Regions from separate parts of the Mus musculus genome. Here region 1 is linked to region 2. Evidence: chromatin contacts called from public HiChIP or PLAC-seq data. All regions are on one chromosome and are shown on one strand. Each heading gives the region's core, a stretch centred on a gene start, on an enhancer-like site or on the middle of the called end of the contact. The rest is flanking DNA. Distances are from core to core; before and after follow the strand shown.

Evidence for each region. HiChIP or PLAC-seq counts read pairs in DNA pulled down with a chosen protein or histone mark.
Region 1: a contact with region 2 is called in an H3K4me3 HiChIP or PLAC-seq map of neural progenitor cells, with 45 read pairs. The contact joins the promoter of Gprc5b here to the enhancer-like site in region 2. A contact is called at or near these places in 6 of 39 promoter capture datasets (the SN4741 cell line, embryonic stem cells, hippocampal neurons and 2 more), 1 of 15 datasets of contacts at CTCF or cohesin (the NIH/3T3 cell line), 45 of 484 Hi-C or Micro-C datasets (2-cell embryo, 8-cell embryo, the C2C12 cell line and 30 more), 27 of 115 datasets of contacts at active chromatin or transcription factors (the NIH/3T3 cell line, PVALB interneurons, SST interneurons and 19 more) and 4 of 9 other capture datasets (adipose tissue, embryonic stem cells, macrophages and 1 more).

What each region holds. Positions count from the first base shown.
Region 1 is chr7:118,992,572-118,997,850 of GRCm38.p6, reverse strand. Gprc5b (G protein-coupled receptor, family C, group 5, member B) reads left to right here and starts at 2,640. Exons shown (of 4, transcript NM_022420.2): 1 at 2,640-2,811.
Region 2 is chr7:118,899,721-118,905,002 of GRCm38.p6, reverse strand. It overlaps Iqck (IQ motif containing K), which reads right to left. Exons shown (of 9, transcript NM_001374605.1): 6 at 5,117-5,194. Among named protein-coding and RNA genes, the nearest start is that of Knop1, 46 kb to the right of the region's middle. Within about 2 kb of position 1,887, at least 68 of the 459 cell types and tissues checked have an H3K27ac peak or open chromatin away from gene starts, as enhancers often do. A contact at or near this core is called in astrocytes, bone marrow-derived macrophages, craniofacial prominence and 8 more, where this site is marked.

The DNA of each region.
Region 1 (5,279 bases), core at 1,391-3,890, 92 kb before region 2:
GAAGCAGATGGAACAGGCTGGAAGCAGGGTGAGGCTATAAACTTCCAGATCTGCCCCCTAGTGACATTGTCCCCCATCAGGCTCCATAACCTCCTCCAACCACCACCACCTCCAAAGGAGCATGCCCATGAGTCTATTGAGGATGTTCTCATTCATCACAAAAGGCGATGAAAAGATCTCTCGGGCAGCTGCCCCACCCCCACCTTCTAGACACTTTTCCGTGGAGTGTTTCCAGACATATCACTTGCAAGGGAGTGAGATATAACCAACCAGATTTGAGTCCTGCCTCTGCCCCAACCACCCCCTTAGACTTCTAGAAACACACACACACACACACACACACACCTGCTTTCCAAGCCTTTGTTTGTCACACTCGGGATACAGACAATTCCATAAATGCCATGAATAAAGTCAGGGATGGATAGCCGTGAGCAGCACACCCATCTGGGAGATAATCCCCTTGTTTGCAGAGGAAAGAGCATGCTCAAAGGCCCGGCACAAGATAGCCATTCTTACATGGGAATTTAATTATCCTTTTGTTCAACAAATACTTGGAGAGACATGCCCTCCTCATGGGCAGGAGATGGGATGAACATGGGACAAGGACAAATGTGACCCATGGATCCCCCAAACCCTGAGACAAGTCTAACTGGCCTCTATGTAACTAAGGATGACTTTAAATTTCAGACCCTCCTGCTTCTGTCTCCTGGGAGCTGAGATTAGAGCTGTACGCTGTCACACATGGTTTATGAAGAGTTGGGGATCAAACCCATTGCTTTCTTGCACGACTAGGCAAGGACTCTGCTATCAAGATATAGCTCCCAACCCCCAAGGCATGTTTTTGAACATAAGATGCACTGTGCATTTATAACCGCTAGCAACAACATTTAGTTGCACAATGGTAGTAGTCTATGGGAAAGTGCTCAAGGGTTGAATAGAACCAATTGGATGGTACTGAGTTCCAGTCTGGTGGGAGACACCAATGGACAACGTCCCACAGACTGTGTGTCACTGGAAAGCCCCCAGCCCTTATCATTTTTGAGGTGACAAGTTGAACCAGGGAAAATACTTGGTTTGGGAGTTTATTTGTTTGGTCAGCCTGACCTAGGTTGAGCGTGTGAGCACATGAGTTAGTGACTCGCTAGAGAGATGTCACCCTTGGGAGATCCCAGTGTCCCCAGAGCAGTTCTTTCCAAGCCTGCACACCCAGCCATCTCTCTAGGGACTTGAAACTTCTCTGTGATGCTCTGACTCTGTAAATGGCAGTAGTTAGACCTCTGGGACATGGAGCCAGGTGTTTCTCACCCAACACTGAACGGAACTTTCAAAGGCCAGATGCCTGTGCGGAGAACTTTACAATGTATTCCAGGTGTACACCAGTGGTCACATATTAAAACAGTCTGGGTTACACAGTTGAGGTCCTGAAGACCAGGAAGGCAAACGTTTAAAAGCTGTCGGTGTCAATTCCACAAACTACCACCAGGGGACAGTGCACATCCACGTTCCAGTTCTTCGGTCTGACCAGTACTAGCTTGGGAAGACCTTGTCCTGCAAAACATTTAACAAACGCCTACTGTGTACCAAGCCCTGTTTCTGGCGCCGGGACAATGTCGCTAACATGGGGAAGGGCTGTGTCATAGGAGCACGTCCCTTACATGTGTCCTTAAAATATACATATGTGTGTGTGTGTGTGTGTGTGTGTGTGTGTGTGTGTGTGTGTGTGTGTATTCACAGAGACGCATAGCCAAGCTCTATGTGGCCTGACCCTGGAGAAAACTAACTTGAAGAAAGAGAGAAAAGGACTTTCAGGGACTAAGAAAAGGTAAGGAACAACCCGAGACTGACAGCTCGCTGCAGGGGATGCCGAAGCGCAGTCTCCCTAAGCCTAGCCTAGATGATGCTGACCTCAGACAGCCAGGTGAGCGATGTCCCAGACTCCTCCAGCATGTATGTCCGATGCCTGCCCTGTGGTCACTGGAGGTATCTGTGCCCTGAGCGTCAGTGCAGCGCACAGCCAGAATCTGGTCTCTCTAGGTATGTGTGCCCAAGAGAGTGGCGGGTGTGTGCCTATGTGAATGATGTGTAAGAGATGGTGGTGATCTTGTACACGGACCATCGTGAGGAGGTCACCTCGGTGATGGTCACGTTTGGGATAGCCAAAGATATCGGTGCTGGGTTCAGTGTGCTTAAAGAGGAAAGGACGGGCTGGAGCAGGGTGGAAGAGGGCAGGGAATGTGCTCATCGGGGACCTTCCTAAGTGCATCACAGCGAGGCTTTGGTGACTTTAGAACGCATGCAGTAGAACCTTGTCCAAGACCTGCTGCCGGTGTGTGAGGGGAGTGCCCCTCTAGGATCCTCGTAGGAATATTGCGTCCTATGTGGCTGAGGATGTTTCTACAGATCAATCTGAGCAACTGTGCGTCTGGACTCTTAATAGGGAGGAGGAGATGTCCTCGAATTTGGGGCACCAGGAGTTTTGGGTGAGAAAGCCGTCTTAGCGCTCCGAGCAAGCCAGGAAGGCGCCTGGGGATGCGAGCAAGCTGTGGCTCTGGTCCTGGTGGTGAGCAGAGCTGCAGACCCGGCAGGGGCGGGGCTTGCTGGGGCGGGGCCTAACGGAGAGGCGGGGCCGCGGCTGCTGCAGCGCGGGCCGGGCCAGGGGGCGCCTCGCGCGGCCGCAGCTCGGAAGGGCGATGCAGTGAGGCGGGCTCGGCTGGCGGGCGTGCGCGGAGCGGGGGCCGCGGGCGCGCTGCAGAGATGTGACTTGGGCCCAGGGCCAGCAGGAGCGTCGGCGCTGCGGGGACGCGAGGGTCGGTGAGTACCAGCCAGCGCGGGCACGGGGAGGGCGCCGTAGGGACCCCAGAAACTTTTCCCGCCGTGATTTTGGAAAGATCCGGAGCGGATCCTGGCTCGTGCTTTTTCTGTTCTCCCTTCTCCCCCTCCTCCTCCTCCTTGGGGTACATCTGCAGAAGCCGTGGGGTTCGAGTGAGGGGTGCCACAGTGCGGCGGGAGAGGAGCCGCATTGGACCGACCGAGGGCAGTGGTTTGGGGACCTTTATCTGGTGGGGGAATCCACGAACTAAGGCTCTGACTATGGTCCGGGGTGAGGACAGACTACAAGCGTCTGGGAATAAAGGGGAATCTGGCCCTGTGCTAGTGACCCCTGTGAGGGACGTCGCCTGCAGGTTCCAGGGGGCCTGGCGGTTGGTGGGGTGCGAGGACAGCCAGGGTGCTGGTCCTGAACTAAGCACTACATGGCCTGAGGCAGGGGCCGGCCTTTGGAGACCTGAAATCTCACCTGCCGCAGGGTCTGGGGAACCCAGCTTGCAGCCCGCAGTGGCCACGCACTCTTGGAAAAAGGCGCGAGAGGGTGGGCACCACAGGGAGGGAATCTGAAGCTGGGGGACAAATAGTGGGCTGGCAATCTAGGGGCGGCTGCTTATGGTGAAGCGGAAGAATTTCTATCCCAGGCGAGGGCACTTGGGCCTCTGAGGAAAGCAGCCAGGCTAGGGGTAAGGACTACCCAGTGCAACGTCCCCTCTTCCTAGGGGACTGGGGCTCGAAGCCCCAAAGGACCCCACACATTTCATGGACCTGGTGGGAGAGATGAGCACAGATGAGGATCCAGCACCCCTCCTTGGCCGGCGGTAGCTGATTAAACAGTTTTGGATCGGCCCACCGACCTTGCTCCAGAGGACGCCCCCAGATCAGAGTGTTCATCCCCCTGTTCTAGCTCGGCCTAGCCAGTTACCCCCTTCTTCTTCTGTTCGCCAAGGGGGCGGCTCTTTGGAAGAGGGACAAAGGCCCCGGGAGTGTGGCGGGCACCATCGTCCCTGCCTGGGGCCCCCAAGCACACGCGCCGCATCGGCCGCCGGACTGCGCCGGGGTGGGGGCACCTGAGCAGCGTCCAGAAAGCTCCGGGGGTCCCCACAAAGACAAGAGGATGCAGAAGAGGCTAAGCACACCCCGTAGACAAAGCACTTGAGAACGTTATTTCCTAAGTTTCTTTGGTGGGCACTCAGAGCTTTGGGAATAACCGCACTTGGAGTTAAACTGCATGCAAATTACATGTAAATAGAATGCAAATTGGCATCTGTTGGTTGGAAACCCTCCTCTGGGCTAGTTTTCTATCTGGGCTGTGAACACTGTTTCCCTGATCCTCTCGCTTCTAAGTCTAAAAAGGGTCAGCTGGGTCGCAAGAGGGGAAGATGGGATGGGAAGGAGTTAAAGTTTGGGGCCCAGGCAGCCAAGAAGAGGGCTTTCTTTATAAAGATAGACTCTAATGTTTACTGGGTTGTTGGTTGGTTGGTTTTTAACACATGTGGTGAACACATATCCGAGTGCTAAAGGAAATATCTTGTGTAAAATGAAAAGGTCCAGACTGGAGGGGGGGCCATGGAAGTGCGCAGAGAAGTAGAGGAAGAAACTCTCTAAGTGAGCAAATACCTACTACACCTGCTGGGACAGGGCTGCCTGGAAAATAAAGTGACCAGGACTTGTGGGGAATGGCATTTAAGAGTGGACCCAGCAAGAGGGGTCCTCCACTGAGAGAGCGACTTGAGGGGGGTGGGGGGGGGGAGGGCATCCAGGCTGGAGAAGGTTGGAGATGGGAATAGACTTGGTGAAAGGGACACAAAGGTCATTGTAGCCAGAGTGTGTGGGCGGATTTAGAGCTAGAGAGGAGGCAGGAGGCTCTGGACAGATCTGGTCTTTGGAGTCACGGAAAGATATTTAGAATTTATTCCGTCGGGACCCCTGAACTCTTGGAAGGTTCTGGAGCTCACCAGGGTGTGATTGTAAAAGCTTCGTTGACCTCTACAAGGAGACAGAGACAGCAGCTCCCTTCTCTCTGCTTGCAGGGATGCTGTGGCGCAGGGAATCTGGGCTATGGAGTCAGTCTTGGGCACTGCTTTAAGCCTCAGAGTGCCAGGCGAGCTAGTTGAAGGAGTGGCTTGGATTTTTAAAGATCCGCCTCCCGCTTCTAGACATTTCTTATCTACCCCAAGGAGCCCCTACCCGGGGTCCAAGACCTCTGTTTTAGCATTGAGCTTGCTGGGGATTCCCAGTTAGTCACGCTCTTGCCTCAGAACTGCACCAAGAGAAGGATCCTAGACTGAGACTCAGGCAGCCTAGGCTGCAATTTGCATTTAAATGATTGCTTTTATTTACAGGCCCCACAGCTGCTTTGCATATTCATGGATCGTACAGCTGATGTTCTTGCTGTACTAAGTTACTAACCTGAAAGGGTCTGTAAAGTTGAGAGCCCCAAAGAGGCTCTAGTC
Region 2 (5,282 bases), core at 638-3,137:
AAAATGTAGTTATATAAAAACAAAGAGAGGCAGGGGAAAGGTAGCTATGAAGGACTAGACAGAATACAGAGTCTGCTAAACTGAGGATGGGGAGAGAGGATGACAGGTGAACCTGGTGGGAGAGGGATCACTTGCAGGACAGTCACTAGGAAGCCACCTGTGAGAACCACTTCCAACTCAGCTGTAATCTCACATGACAGTGGCACTGAGCTGTAGGCAGCTAGACCTTGACATTAAAATAAGATCCAGACTCACAAAGTCGCTGGCTCCCTTCCAGACTGGTAGACAGGCTTACAGCAGGCAGGCAGTGTCAGCAGACATAGTTAGCATTGCATCTCTCACAGGTTGTTTACTAAAGGTGAGCCAGGAAAGGAAACACTCATTTACTCAAAATATCCACTTCAAATCCCTTAAACTACCCAAATGCATGTATTCCATCCTCACGAGGTCGGTTTTCTTCCCGTCTCACTAGTGACCATGTTAAGGTCGGTTGGCAGGTGAGGCAGTGCAGTGCGAATGTGCTCTTGACGGGGCTGACTGGAGGTGGGCTGCCTGCGTTCAAGTCCCACCTCTGCTGCTGACTTAGCACCCTGAGCAAAACTTAATCACCTGTGTTTCAGTTCCTTCTTGGAAATGTGGCTGTGGCCAGAACAGCCAGTGTGCCCCAGGACCCATGAGTCTACCTCACAGCACAGGCCACAGCAACCTTCCTTGCGGGAGGCTGGGGCCGGGCTCTGTGAGGAGGGTGGAAAAGGTTAAAAACCTTTTAGGCAGAGAAGGCTAAGAACGGGACAGGGAACATTTCCATTTCTGCACTGCCTGTTATTCTGATCTTGCCATTGTCTATAAGAGGATGGCTGGCTGGCAGCAGGCCGCATGCGTGGGGAAGAAGTCCAGTGACCACCATAATTCCCCAAGACTCACTTCCTTTATTTTCAACTTCCCAGTTTTAGCATCTATATGCAAGAGCTGTGGAAAGTTTAGAGGGGATCGAGCATATTCAAGAAAGCATCCGGCAGAGTGGCTCCTTGGTCAGACTTGTGATGATCACCCAGATGCAGGGTGACGTCTACCTAACAAAGAATTCGCACCTGACTGTACCCTAAGACTACTCGGGAATCATTTCAGTACTCAGCTGAGGCAGGAGAACTGAAAGTTTGAGGCCAGCCTAGGCTACATAATAAGAGTCTGTCTAAATAGAAACCACAATAAACTGAACATACAGAATGCTTTTTAAAACAAAAATGGAAATAAAATAATGTTCAGGACATCACGGAGATTTGAATTTAACAGGTCTTGAGGGAAAGTTCTACAGATGGTTTAATTTTTTTTTCTTGTTTTTTGAGACAAGGTCTCAGTATATAGCCTTGGCTGTCCTGGATCTTGCTATCTAGACCAGTCTGGCCTCAAAATCACAGAGGCCCAATGCCTCCTAAGTGCTGGAATTAAAGACACACACCACTATGCCCTGGTTTGTACAAGATTTTATATTTTTGGTTGTGAGCCCAGCCTCTACTGGCTGAGCCATCTCTCCAGCCCTAGTTTGCAGATGATTTTAAAATGCAACCAAGGGAGAAAAACCACAGGATTAGATTAGAGAGTCTCAACTGAGACATTCATCTGTCTGCAGATGTTCTGAAATATTTAAACTATATGGGTTGGGGGTGTCTAGTAGGGAAAGGGCAACAATACTGCCAACATCACAACGCACAGCATAGTTCCCCACACCGCTGAAGTCCAAACACCTGGCCTAGAGGTTGTTCCCCAGTTCCCGTCCTCATGTTCCTGCTTGCTTCGCTGGCTCTTCCTGCTCCAAGGTACCCTGGAAGAATGCAGCGCCTAAGTTCTCAAATTCAAGTCTGGACCCAACCCAGCTGGCTCCAGGCCCAGGAAGGGTCTCCTGCCTAGCAGCTTCCCTTTAGCGCTTTGTTAACACTCGAATTACAACACTCACTGTACAAACTACAGACGCTTGTAAACGTGCCTCCTGCTCTAGCGCTTCAGCCCTCATTTGTTCATTTCCGGTTTCCTCAGCACCAAGCCCTCCGTGTCACGGCAGGTAGGAGCTCCGCAGATATTTGCTACATGGTGTGAACTAGATTTCATTTTTATTGCATTCCTGGAAAGATAATGGGATACAAATGCCAGCAGAAGCCAGAGCTCTGTGTCTCCAACTGCAGTGACGGCTGTCACTTCTCCTGAGGCCACCTGAAGATTCCATGGCAGTGAGTGACTAGAGGTTTACAGGATGCTCAAGGAGCAAAGGTCTTGTATCTTGTTTTTTAGGTTCTTCATATGTGTATGGCTGATTTGCTGCATGTAAGTTAGTGCACCCAGTGCCTTCAGAGGTCAGAGTAAGCACTGGGTGCCCTTGGAACTGGAGGTACAGATGTTTTTGGACCATCATGGGGGTACTTGGAATGGCAGCTGAGTCCTCTGCAAGTGCTCTTAGTCACTGAGCTATCTCTCAGCACCCACCTCCATCTCTTTTAGACAGTGTCTCAGTGTGTGGTCCAGGATGGCCTGAGACACACTATGTAGACTAGGCTGGCCTCAAATTCCTGGAGGTTTATCACCTTCTGCCTCCCATGTGCTAGATCAAAGGCATTCGTCACCATGCCCAATAAGGTCTCTGATCTTTAAGACGTTTTCATTAATGCCTGGCATGGTGGCGCACGCCTTTAATCCTAGCACTTGGGAGGCAGAGGCAGGAGGATTTCTGAGTTGGAGGCCAGCCTGGTCTACAAAGTGAGTTCCAGGACAGCCAGGGCTATACAGAGAAACCCTGTCTCAAAAAAAAAAAAAAAAAAAAAAAAAAAAAAAAAAAAAAAAAGACTATTTCATTAGCTCAGGAAAATGGTTCATTTTCAAAGTACAGAAGCAACAGAGGAAAGAAAACCCCATTATGGAAAAAACACAAGCCATTCGGTGAATAACAGACTGATACTTCTCAGTGATTAGATCAAGCAGAGGACTGCGTGTGTGTCTGTGTGCGTCTGTATGTACGTACATGCACATGTGTGTGTTTCTGTGTGTGATGTATTTGTGCATGTGTGTGGTGTGTGTGTCTGTGTATGTGATGTGTGTGTGTGTGTGTGTGTGTGTGTGTGTGTGTGTGTTTCCGTGTGTAGTGTGCATCTGTGTGTGTTTGTGTGTGTGTGTGTAAATGAAATCCAGAGCTTAGTAAGTGCTCTACCACTGAGCAACAGTCAATAGTTTTAAATATAAATAAAAAACAAGGATTTTCCAATATGGCACTCATTTCAATGTATAATCTTAATTATTTTACTTTATTATCTATTTCTATTCATTATTACTATTGTATTATGTACGTATGTGTTATGTATATATGTATGTATTTCTAGGTTTTCATGTATGTATGTTTGCATTTTGGGGTTTTTTGAAACAGGAGTTCTCTATGTCTTGGCTGTCCTAGAACTCACTAAGTAGACCAGGCTGTCTATGCAGCTGCATCTGTCTCCTGTGTGCTGGGATTAAAGGTGTGCTGGCACCTCAGAATTTTTTTTTTCAAAAGACAGGATTTTCTGTAGCCAGGTTAGCCTCAAACTTGTTAGGTAACTGAGCATGACCTTCAACTCCTAGCCTATCTGCCAGTACAGGGCAGGAACTACAAGCACAAATCACCTGCCCTGATTTGTAATTTCAGGGTTTTTTTTATTACTAGTTTCTGCCCCCTAAAATGGATAAAGTCAAAGGCCTAGCTATTCAACTTGATATTCTCAAAGAGCAGACTTATGCAAAAGCTGTGATACTAGGGTTAATAGTCTAATCTAAGGTCTTGGACCTTTTCAAATATGACTTGGGTCTAGGAGATGGCTCCGTGAGCACTTTGCTGCCTGTGGAGGAATGCAGGACCCTGAGGAGTACCCTTGGCACCATCATAAAATGTATGGTGGAGCTCATCTGTAATCTTAGCACTGAGGAAGCTGACGGAAGTTGAACCCAAGAGCTCAGTGGTCAGCCAGTCTTAGCTAATCGGTGATGTTAAGGTTCAGTGAGAGGCCCTGTCTTAAAAACTAAGGTGAGGGGCCATAAAGGATGACACGTGACATCAGTGCCTGGCCTCCACAGGCATGATCACACATGCATTGTGACAGTTATAGAAGATGAGGGATATGACCTAAACACTGACAAGAAGGCGTAGGGGTAAAAGTGCCTGAAACCAAGTCTGGCCACGTGAGTTTGATCCCTGGCATCCACTGGGTGGAGGGAGAGAACTTACTTGCTAGAGGGGAAGAGAGCTAGATTCTGATGGTCAGAGAGTTTTCACTGAGTAGTGTGGTATTTTAAATGGAGAAGTGTTGAGCCCAGCTGAAAAGCAACAGGAAAGTTCCACCATATTTCTTGAGACACGATGACCCCTCAGACAGAGGAGGCCACTAAGAGCAGAAGAGTCCCCAAGCTTGAGTGTGAGACCTATGGGAGCAACTGCAGCTCTGCTGCTAAGGCTGTCTAGTACATGCAAGGACACTCCAGCAGAGAGACAGACAGGAACAGAGACAGGGAAAACAACTGGAAAGAAAAATTATTCAGGTCAAGAACTTCGTTTCTGTGTTATTTTTGAAGTGTTTCTAGGGTAGAACCATGTGAAGAGAGGGAGCTTAGTCTGTGCTACAAATAACCAGAGACAAGAGCCCCAAGCATGAACCAGAGACAAGAGCCCCAAGCATGAACTGATCTGGAGTCTAGGTGCAGTGCATGAGTGAGTTCCCTTCTACCAAAGCAAGCCAGTGTGAACCCAGCCTTGAGATTGGGACTGGGCAGGAGTGATGGCTCGGTGACTAAAGCCATGCAAGCATGAGGATCACAGGTGGTCCCCAGAAGCCACACAGATGCTGGGAGAGAGGTGGTTGCCTGTGATCCCAGAGCACAGAGACAGAGGACCCCCCAGAACAAGCCAGCTACCCAGACTAACCAGAGCAGCATGCTGTGCATTCAATTTCCAGGCCCTGCTTCAACAAACAAGGAAAACTCCCGGCCTCAGCCTCAGCCTTTACATGTGGGCCTGCACACGTGCGAATGCGCATATATACACATGCATACACACCAAACACACATGCAGGAAAAACAGTAAGAATCAACCTTTCGCACTTACTGGTCCTTGAGCCAGTCTTCCACAAATGGAATGGAGAAGAATTCTGTGAATGACTCCCCTGCCCTCTTCGGATTCTGGCTGGTCACACAATCATGTTGATTGACAAGAAAAAGAACAAGAATTAAGCCAGTTGTTGTTCTTCTATTGCAAGTTAATACAATCAAAT